Regions from separate parts of the Macaca mulatta genome. Here region 1 is linked to region 2. The links are chromatin contacts, called in public Hi-C maps. All regions are on one chromosome and are shown on one strand. The core of a region is the stretch at or near the end of the contact, and the rest is flanking DNA. Distances in the headings are between cores, read along the strand shown. Region 1 holds the start of ZFHX2 (zinc finger homeobox 2). Region 2 has its middle 13 kb from the start of NGDN.

Region 1 (4,235 bases), core at 768-3,267, 68 kb after region 2:
AAGCCCATTAAATTATTTCTTGGCCTGTTTATGTGCCTTCACAAACCATACCCCACACCTCTCCCAGCCCCTTGCTTGCTGGTACATTCTGCTGCTGGGGTTAAAATGCTGGATAAGAGGAAAAGGGATAAAAGAAACTTAGGATGATCAAGAAGAAAAGGTAGGAAGAGGGCAGATTATGGGAACAAAGGTGGAAACTCATAAGAGAGCTGGTGGGAAACAGATGGAAAAAAGAGGTGAAGCAAAATGGGGAAATAAAAAAATATACAATGATAAAGTGGGGGAAGGGAGGAAAATTAAGTCAGCAGGGAAGAGGTTTTGTGGTGGGAAGCTCCTGGGAAGGCAGATGACACGCATGAGACCAGAAGGTGAGGTTCTGATGAGGGAGACAGGCACATGGCAAAGGGGACAGTCAACAATGCTAGGAAGTTCCAAAGCTTCCCTGGTGAAGGTGGAAGAGGAGGCTGTCCTGGCCATGCTGAAGGCACTAGAGGCTTTGGTGGAGACACATTTGCTCCATCATCCCACTCCTCCAGGCCCTGACTGTGACCACCACAATCATGACTGATAAGCAAATTCCAAAGTAGCTTGAAAAGGCCAGAGATATCCAGACAGACTCTGAAGGAGAGGGCATGGAGTTCTAGACCGACAGAACAGGCAGCCAACGCGTGACACATAGTGACAGAGACACACAAGGAGAGGATCACTGGGATGGGAAGGGTCACAAGTGAAGGCAGTGACATACAGACCCAGAGATGGATGGGATGGAAGAGACGAGATGAATGGCAAAACCAAAAGTCAGGGACACATGGACAGAGATCAGCGGGGCTACAGGCGCAGCGAGAAGCGTGGTCTTGTGCTTGAAAATGATACGGCTGCTCAGAGGGGCAGACAAGAGCGGATGGGGGTGGTGGGATGGGCGTGCAGGACAGACACGCTTCACCTTGAATGGGCATGTGGCCTCCCCTCACCTACTCAACCCTTTCAAAAAAAGGAATGGAAAGCCCAACTTCAGCCAAAAACGAACGAAGATTGAGGGTATCCACGTCCCCTCCCACTCCACGCCCCAGCGCGCTAGCCCATCCATCAGCCAGCCGGCCGCTGTTCTCCCGTCCCACAGCCGGCGGGGGGCCGCCGAGACCCAGGCCCCTCCAGGCTGACAGCTCTGAGCCCTCACACTCACCGGGCCTCCCCTTCCCTCCGGGACCCCCGCTCCCTGCACAGCTCAGCGCGGTCCGTCTAGGCTTTCCATACCCTCCGTCTGTCCGGCGGGCCTCTGCCTTTCCCGTTCCCGTTTCTCCCTCCACCCCCGCATCTCTCTCTACCCCCGTCCCCGCGCACGCCCTCTTCCTCCCACACCCCTGTCTGCTTTCTCCCTGGGCTCTCGGTCTGTCTGTCCGTCCGTCCTTGTCCCCTCCCCCAGCCCCTTCTCGTCCCTCTCCGTCCCCTCCAGCGGCAGTCTCCGAGCGCCTCCTCTCCCGTCTCGAGCTTCCAAAGAGCAAGGAAGGGAAGAAGAGAGAGAGGGAGAGGAGAAAAAAACCAACCCAGCAGCATCGGAAATCGATGCACTTACACCTCAGCTGGAAGCAGGGACGGGAGTCGAACCGCGGCCGCCGAGCAGCGCGAGGCGGGGAGGGGAGGGGGCGGCTCTTGGAAGGGACTTCTCCGATGTGTTGATTCCTCTTTTTTCCCCTCCTCCTCCCTCCCTCCAGCGCTCGCTCCGGGGCGTCGGGGACGGAGATGGAAAAAATAAATAAATAAATTCACGGCGGTGAGGGAAGTGAAGGAAAATAATCAATGCTATTTGGCTGCGGCTGAAGTGTTTCCCCGGCTTCGTGAGGGGGTTTCCATTGATTCACCCTGGGCACTCGCTCGCTCCCTGCCTCCTCCTCCTCCTCCTCCTCCTCCTCCTCCTTCTCCTCCTCCTCCTCGCCCTCCTCCTCCTCCTCGCCCTCACTCCTCCGCCTCATTCACTGGCTGGAGTCGAGGCGTCCCACACAATGGAATAATCAATACCCAGGCGCCCGGGGCGGCCCCACTGAGCAGGTGCAGCGACCCGCCCGCCGCGGCGCATGCCGGGAGTTGTAGTCTGTTCGCGCCCGCCCGCCTCGCGGGACCCAGAGCCTGGGGGCAGGCCGGCCAGCCCATCAGGTCGCCTCCTCGACTCTGGCTCCAAGTTCAAGCCGGTGCTTGCAAAGAGGGCAGGCCCCTTTAAACTCTTTTCCGTCTCCTCTCTTCTTCATCCTGTGGTCTGCAGAAACCATACATGTGTTTTGTTGTTTTGTTTTAAATCAGCTACAGAACAAACCCTGAGCCGCCCAAGGCCTCCTTTTTTTCATTCCCTTCTTCCTGCCTTATTATTCCCCCCCTCTCCTATTGGGTACTAGAACCTTTTCTACCGCAGCAATTACTCTTTAGTCTCTGAGAGCTTCTGCCTCCTCCACGCGGTTACATAGTCCCCTGAGCTGGGTAGTGGGAGGTTCGGGCTCCTCCTCCTCATCTTCAGTTTATCAGCTCATTAAGTGTTCCTGCAATTTTTTTTTATTTTTTATTTTTTTGTTGTTGTTGAGATGGAGTCTCGCTCAGTCGCCCAGGTTGGAGTGCAGTGGCGTGATCTCGGCTCACTGCAACCTCCACCACTGGGTTCAAGCGATTCTCCTGCCTCAGCCTCCTAAGTAGCTGGGATTACAGGCAAGCACCACCACACCCAGCTAATTTTTGTATTTTTAGTAGAGACGGGGTTTCACCATGTTGGTCAGGCTGGTCTCCAACTCCTCACCTTGTGATCCGCCTGCCTCGGCCTCCCAAAGTGCTGGGATTACAGGTATGAGCCACCGCTGCGTCCAGCCCATTTTTTGTTGTTGTTTTTTGAGACAGAGTCACTCTGTCGCCCAGGCTGCAGTGCAGTGGCATGATCCCAGCTCACTGCAACCTTCGCCTCCCAGGTTCAAGTGATTCTCCTGCCTCAGCCTCCCAAGTAGCTGGGATTATATAGGTGCCCGTCACCATGCCCTGCTAATTTTGTATTTTTAGTAGAGATGGGGGTTTCACCATCTTAGCCAGGCTGGTCTGGAACTCCTGACCTCAGGTGATCCACCAGCCTCAGCCTCCCAAAGTGCTGGGATTATAGGCGTGAGCCACCTCGCCCTGCCGCTCCCGTATTCTAATAACAATAATTTCTAAGATTTCTTGAATGCACAGGGACAGTTTCAAGCACTTTTACATATATTGTCTGGTCCTCTCAATCTCAATAGTATCAATATAATAGATACTATTATAGTCCCATTTTACAGTTGAGGAAACTAAGGCACAAATAAGTGAATTAACAGGCCCAAGGTCCAATGGCCAATAAGTAAGTGACAGCACCAGGATTCAAAAACCTCCATGGTCTGGGTCCAGAGCCCACACTAACTGCTATAGCCTACTTCTCTTAAACAACACAACAAAACCCTGAAGTTCACATGACAAAAAAGAGAAAGAAATGAACATTTTGAGTTTATACTATGTAACAGTTTATGACTGAATCCTCATAGGTAACTGTGGGGCAGACCACATTTTCTCAACGAAAAAGCAGAGGCTGGCTGGGTGTGGTGGCTCACGCCTGTAATCCCAGCACTTTGGGAGGCCAAGGTGGGTGGATCACCTGAGGTCAGGAGTTCAAGACCAGCCTGACCAACATGGAGAAACCCTGTCTCTACTAAAAATACAAAATTATCTGGGCGTGGTGGCATGCACCTGTAATCCCAGCTATTTGGGAGGCTGACATAGAATAATTCCTTGAACCCGAGAGGCAGAGGTTGCGGTGAACCAAGATCACACCATTGCACTCCAGCCTGGGCAACAAGAGTGAAACTCCATCTCAAAAACAAAAACAAACAAATAAAAAACAAAAATCAGGCAGGTGTGGTGGCATGTGCCTGTAGTCCCAACTACTCAGGAGGCTGAGGCAGGAGAATCACTTGAACCTGGGAGGCAGAGGTTGCAGTGAGCTGAGATGCCAGAGTGAGACTCAGTCTCAAAAAAAAAAAAAAAAAAAGAAAAAGCAGATGCTTAGGGAAGTAGAGTAGCTTGCCGATGGCCAAACATCTAGAAAGTGAAGCTGGGAGTCAACCCCAGGTCTGGCTCCGGAAACTGATCTTTCTGTTCAAATAAGCTGCAGCTTTTACCCCACTGGATTGGACCTTATAACACAAGGAAAAATTAGGTCTTCATCCCAGGTTAGCAAAACTGGAAAG
Region 2 (4,086 bases), core at 1,161-3,660:
TCCTTAGAATATAGTTTGAGAACAACTGTTAGGGTAGTAGAACAAGGGAACTAAGAATTAAAATTTTAGGATTTTGTTATGGCTGTTCTGTTCACTTTTTTCTTTCCCTTATTCCTACTCATAGATTCAGTTCTCTGATTATTCAGACCATATGAATATCAGATTTTCTCAGTGTATTGCTGACAACAGATCATTTCTGGTGTTCACTAAGTAATAGCTGTCATTAATGCACACATGAGCACCTTGTTCAGTTTTATCGTGATCGTTTTATCATGTGATAGCTTTATTCTGTACAAGTAGTTTAAATGTCCACCTTATTCTTTTCATCTTAGGGGATAGGGAAGAGAGTTTGACCAAGGCCTGTCTTTGCCGTAAAAGCATTGTTTTGTTAGGATTTTATGAAGGCTTGGGGAAATGTCTGTTGGGAATTCACAACAGTCTTCATAGATAACCTTATCAGGAAAAATGTGTTTTGTTTGTGGGAGAGATTATTAGTGTGTCAATTGTCAGCACCGTGGAGAGTTCAAACTCTCCTCATTCCTTGGGTTGGTGAATAGGACGTAGCTAAACCACAGAACTGCGTGGTATAGACCTGCCCTTTTTCAGAGCCCAGTTTGTCCAAGTTCTGATTGGTACCGATTGGGTGAGAGTCAAACACCTCTGAGTGTCCCCCATCCTCCCTGGAATCGTGTAAGTGTATAAATCCCAGATTCATGCCAAAGATTTGGCTAATTTGATGGAGGTATGTGAGTGGAATCCTGCCTCCTGCTCCATTAGTAACATCATTTATATTGTGATACGTGAAATTTTTACCAGCCCTTAAGAAAAACTCTTTCCTATTCATCTTTGCTTAGAGAACCTTGAGGGAACTTAAAGTTGCTTTTTCATTCCTTGGGCCTTGTTTTCTGCCTCTGCATGAGGAAAGGCATCAATGCTCTGGCTCTCTGCCCAGTCTTGCTTTTGTGTTTCTTTGATCTCATTGTTCAGAGGGTCTCAGAGAAGCCCCAAGAGCCATGCCTTTGCATGTTTAAGCTATTGATGCTTTTGAAATAACAGAGCGTCGCTGTGTAAGAAGTGTATTAAAGGTCTATCTTGAACAAATTTGGGTCAATAGGTGGCAGTAGTCACCGAGTCTTGAGGCCCTGACACCCCCTAAACACAAACACATTTGATGGCCATTATATTTAAGGAAGGATGTGAGAAAGGAGGTCACATTGAGATTAAAATGGGGAAGAAAAGCAATCCTTTTTGGTGGAATCCAGGAAATGCTGAAATGTGCTGGATTACATCTGTGGGAATGTTGTGTGGGGTATGAGGGAAGATTGCTGTCAGCTAATGAAGGGCACTGATTGGAAAGAGCACAGCCTCAGGATTGGGGGAGCAGATTCATTCATCTAAGATGTAGGTGCTAAGGCCTCTTCCAGCTAGAGTAAGCGTGTGTTAAATGAGGACCAGCACTGAAAGGATAGAGTGGGGTTGGAGTGAGTAGAGATACAAGTGGGGGAAGGAGGGGCAGATCTGTGTGAAGGGACCATGGAAAGGGTGGGCTGTGAAGGGGAGGACTGCGGTTAGAGGGGGAGGGGGGAGGCTGCTGCAATACTTGAGCCTATCTAATAGGGGAGGGGAGGGGGAGATATTGGTCTGTGCTGCAGCTGCATTGCTTCCCCTCCCCCACACTTCTCAAGGAGCCAGAGCAGTGCTGGCAAATCTGTCTTCATGTATTTATTATTATTAAAAATGTGACAGATCCTTCCTCCCTGGAAGCACAACAAATACTGCTGATCACATTTCTCTCTCCCCTCCCTCTGCAGAGCTTTTGCATTCTCTCTTTCATTCCACCCTGTCCTCCCCCACTTGGTCTGTTTGGTGGGGGGGAACCTTTCCCTTCTTTCCTTCTTAGAGCTTGGTGGCTCCCTGGGGGTTTCTAATGGTGGTTGGGAGTTTTGAGGCAGTGCTGGGAGGAAGCAGCCCAGTGAGGGGCATTCATGGCCCCAGGGAGGTAGCTGTATTCTCTCATATCCAGTGGGGAAAGGAAATCACTTGGAAATAAAGATAAAAACTCTTTCTCCAGGTAATGAAATAAGCAGGTGCTCACATTCCTTTCAGTACCTGGTGTTCCTCCCTCTTCATATTCTTGTCTTTTTTACTGCCTGAATTCTGAAGGGGAAACCCCCTTGTAATGGAAAAAGCCGGGAGTTCTCTGTCTTCCCTCCCTTACCTTAAGTCCCTCTCTTCCCAGGAGAGCCATATACAATTTATTCTTCTAGCCTGCATGTTGTGTAACCAAGAGGTTTGAAGGGCAAAAGCCATGGCTTCTTCCTCCCAACCTGCACCCCAGACTCCCATGCCCAGGCGAGGACCTCTTTTGTTGCAGCCTGTAGCCCTTCGCCATACCCATAGGTGGTGCTGCTGTTGCTTTGCAGGCAGGGCCCTCCCCACCAACATCATTCCTCCCCACCCTGTCGCCCTCCCCCTTTCTCCAGCCCTCTACTGCCTGATTGTTATTCCACCAACGTCTCCTCTACTGTTCCCTTCCTCAAATTAATTTTGTGGTGCTCTTTTTTTCCGCAGTGCCATCTTCTTCCCCTCCCCCAGCTCCAGCTCTCTTGCTTTCTGTCTCTCTCTTTCTTTCTGTCTGTCTGCAGGATCTCCATCTCACTTCCCTATCTGAAATCTATACTCTTCCTTACTCCTTTCTTTTTCTATCTCTTTCTCTCTGTCTTTCTGCAGGATCTCCATCTCACTTCCTTATCTGAAATCTACACTCTTCCTTACTCCCTTTCTTTTTCATTATCTGTTCTATCCTTGACATCTTACACATGACTCTCCCAATGAAAGAGGGCTGTAGATGAGAGTGGCTTAGAAGAGAACAGGGTGAGGAGAACCGAGGGGTCAGTACTGAAGAGTAGGTGGGGAGAATGACGAGGCTTTGTAGGGGAAACATGATAGGAGAGAGAAAATATCCTTTGCTGTCTGCATCTATTCAGTTCCTGGATTTGGATAATGAGAGTTAACTTGGCAAGGGATCGATCCTGTGTTATCTGAATCTACAGATTTGGGTTCTACATGCTGGGAAAATGGGAGCTAGGGAATAGCAATAATTCAGATAATAGTGGCTTCATCCAGAAACTTTTGGATTAGATTGCTAAGGATACTTCTACTTTCGTTATCCTATGTTTTGAAGACTGGAGGAGATGTCCTATTACTGATCTTTTGTGTCCTTAGAAGGTTCTTGCCAGGACCTGTGACACTTATGTGATGGGCATCCTGGCTCTCTGGTCACTGCTGAACACAATTCTGGCTGCAGGACCTTGGCACACTCTTGTAGTCTGCTTCCTCTTTTTGTCATTTCGTGTCATTCTTTTATCACAGCTGAATTTACATGGTTGCCCCATTCAGCCCACAGTGCCCTGTATTGTTTAGCCTTTCCAGAATACACCCACACTCCTTAGACTGTTATGTCAGCTCAGGCATCATCTCACTTCTTAACTTTATTTTGGAGACCTTTCATTGTGAGACCAGTACCCCACAACCACCTAATTCAGCAGTGTTTTTTATTGTAAAGTTATCCAATTTCTAGGATGGCTAATTTTTCTCTTACTGGATTATTCTTTATGAATTAATAGCATCCTAGTTATTCCCTGGATGGTAGTGCTGAGTCTGACTTCTGTATATCCTAGGAATAGGCCAGAATATGGACCTCTTTCCTTGATTCCCTGGTGGGAGGAGATCTTCCTTAGCTTAAGTGGCAGTCCTAGAATGGCTGGCTTCCATTTCCTCAGCATGTGTGGGTCAAGACTGAATCCTGGACTATGGGGAGAGGCAGAGTTTGCCAGAGCCAAGTGAAAAGCAGGGACTAGAACACCAATCCCTCGCCTTACTGTCTGAGCCTTGGAAGTACCTGTGGAGCCCTGTCTTCTTGCCTGCCTCTCCTGCCTTCCTAAGGTGCATACATGTGTTGGTGGAGGCAGAGGCCAATGGCCTCTTCATTTCCTCGGCAGATTTTCCTGTTTCCTTTCTTAGAGATCTTTTTTGCTCTATTCAGGGGACTGTAGTTGGGATCATGGTTTCATGTAATATAGACAG

Evidence for each region. A called contact is a pair of places that touch in the nucleus more often than the background predicts.
Region 1: a contact with region 2 is called in a Hi-C map of fetal cortical plate, with 5 times the contacts expected there. The contact joins the promoter of ZFHX2 here to the enhancer-like site in region 2. A contact is called at or near these places in 7 of 14 Hi-C or Micro-C datasets (CD4 T cells, blood, cortical neurons and 4 more).

The regions. Positions count from the first base shown.
Region 1 is chr7:96,648,088-96,652,322 of T2T-MMU8v2.0, forward strand. ZFHX2 (zinc finger homeobox 2) reads right to left here and starts at 2,018. Exons shown (of 10, transcript XM_028851431.2): 1 at 1,574-2,018. The region is part of intron 1 of THTPA (thiamine triphosphatase); the gene reads left to right. It overlaps LOC144330174 (a long non-coding RNA gene), which reads right to left. Exons shown (of 3, transcript XR_013396117.1): 3 at 2,017-2,251.
Region 2 is chr7:96,579,566-96,583,651 of T2T-MMU8v2.0, forward strand. No RefSeq gene overlaps it. Among named protein-coding and RNA genes, the nearest start is that of NGDN, 13 kb to the left of the region's middle. Within about 2 kb of position 2,411, at least 13 of the 40 cell types and tissues checked have an H3K27ac peak or open chromatin away from gene starts, as enhancers often do. A contact at or near this core is called in fetal cortex germinal zone and fetal cortical plate, where this site is marked.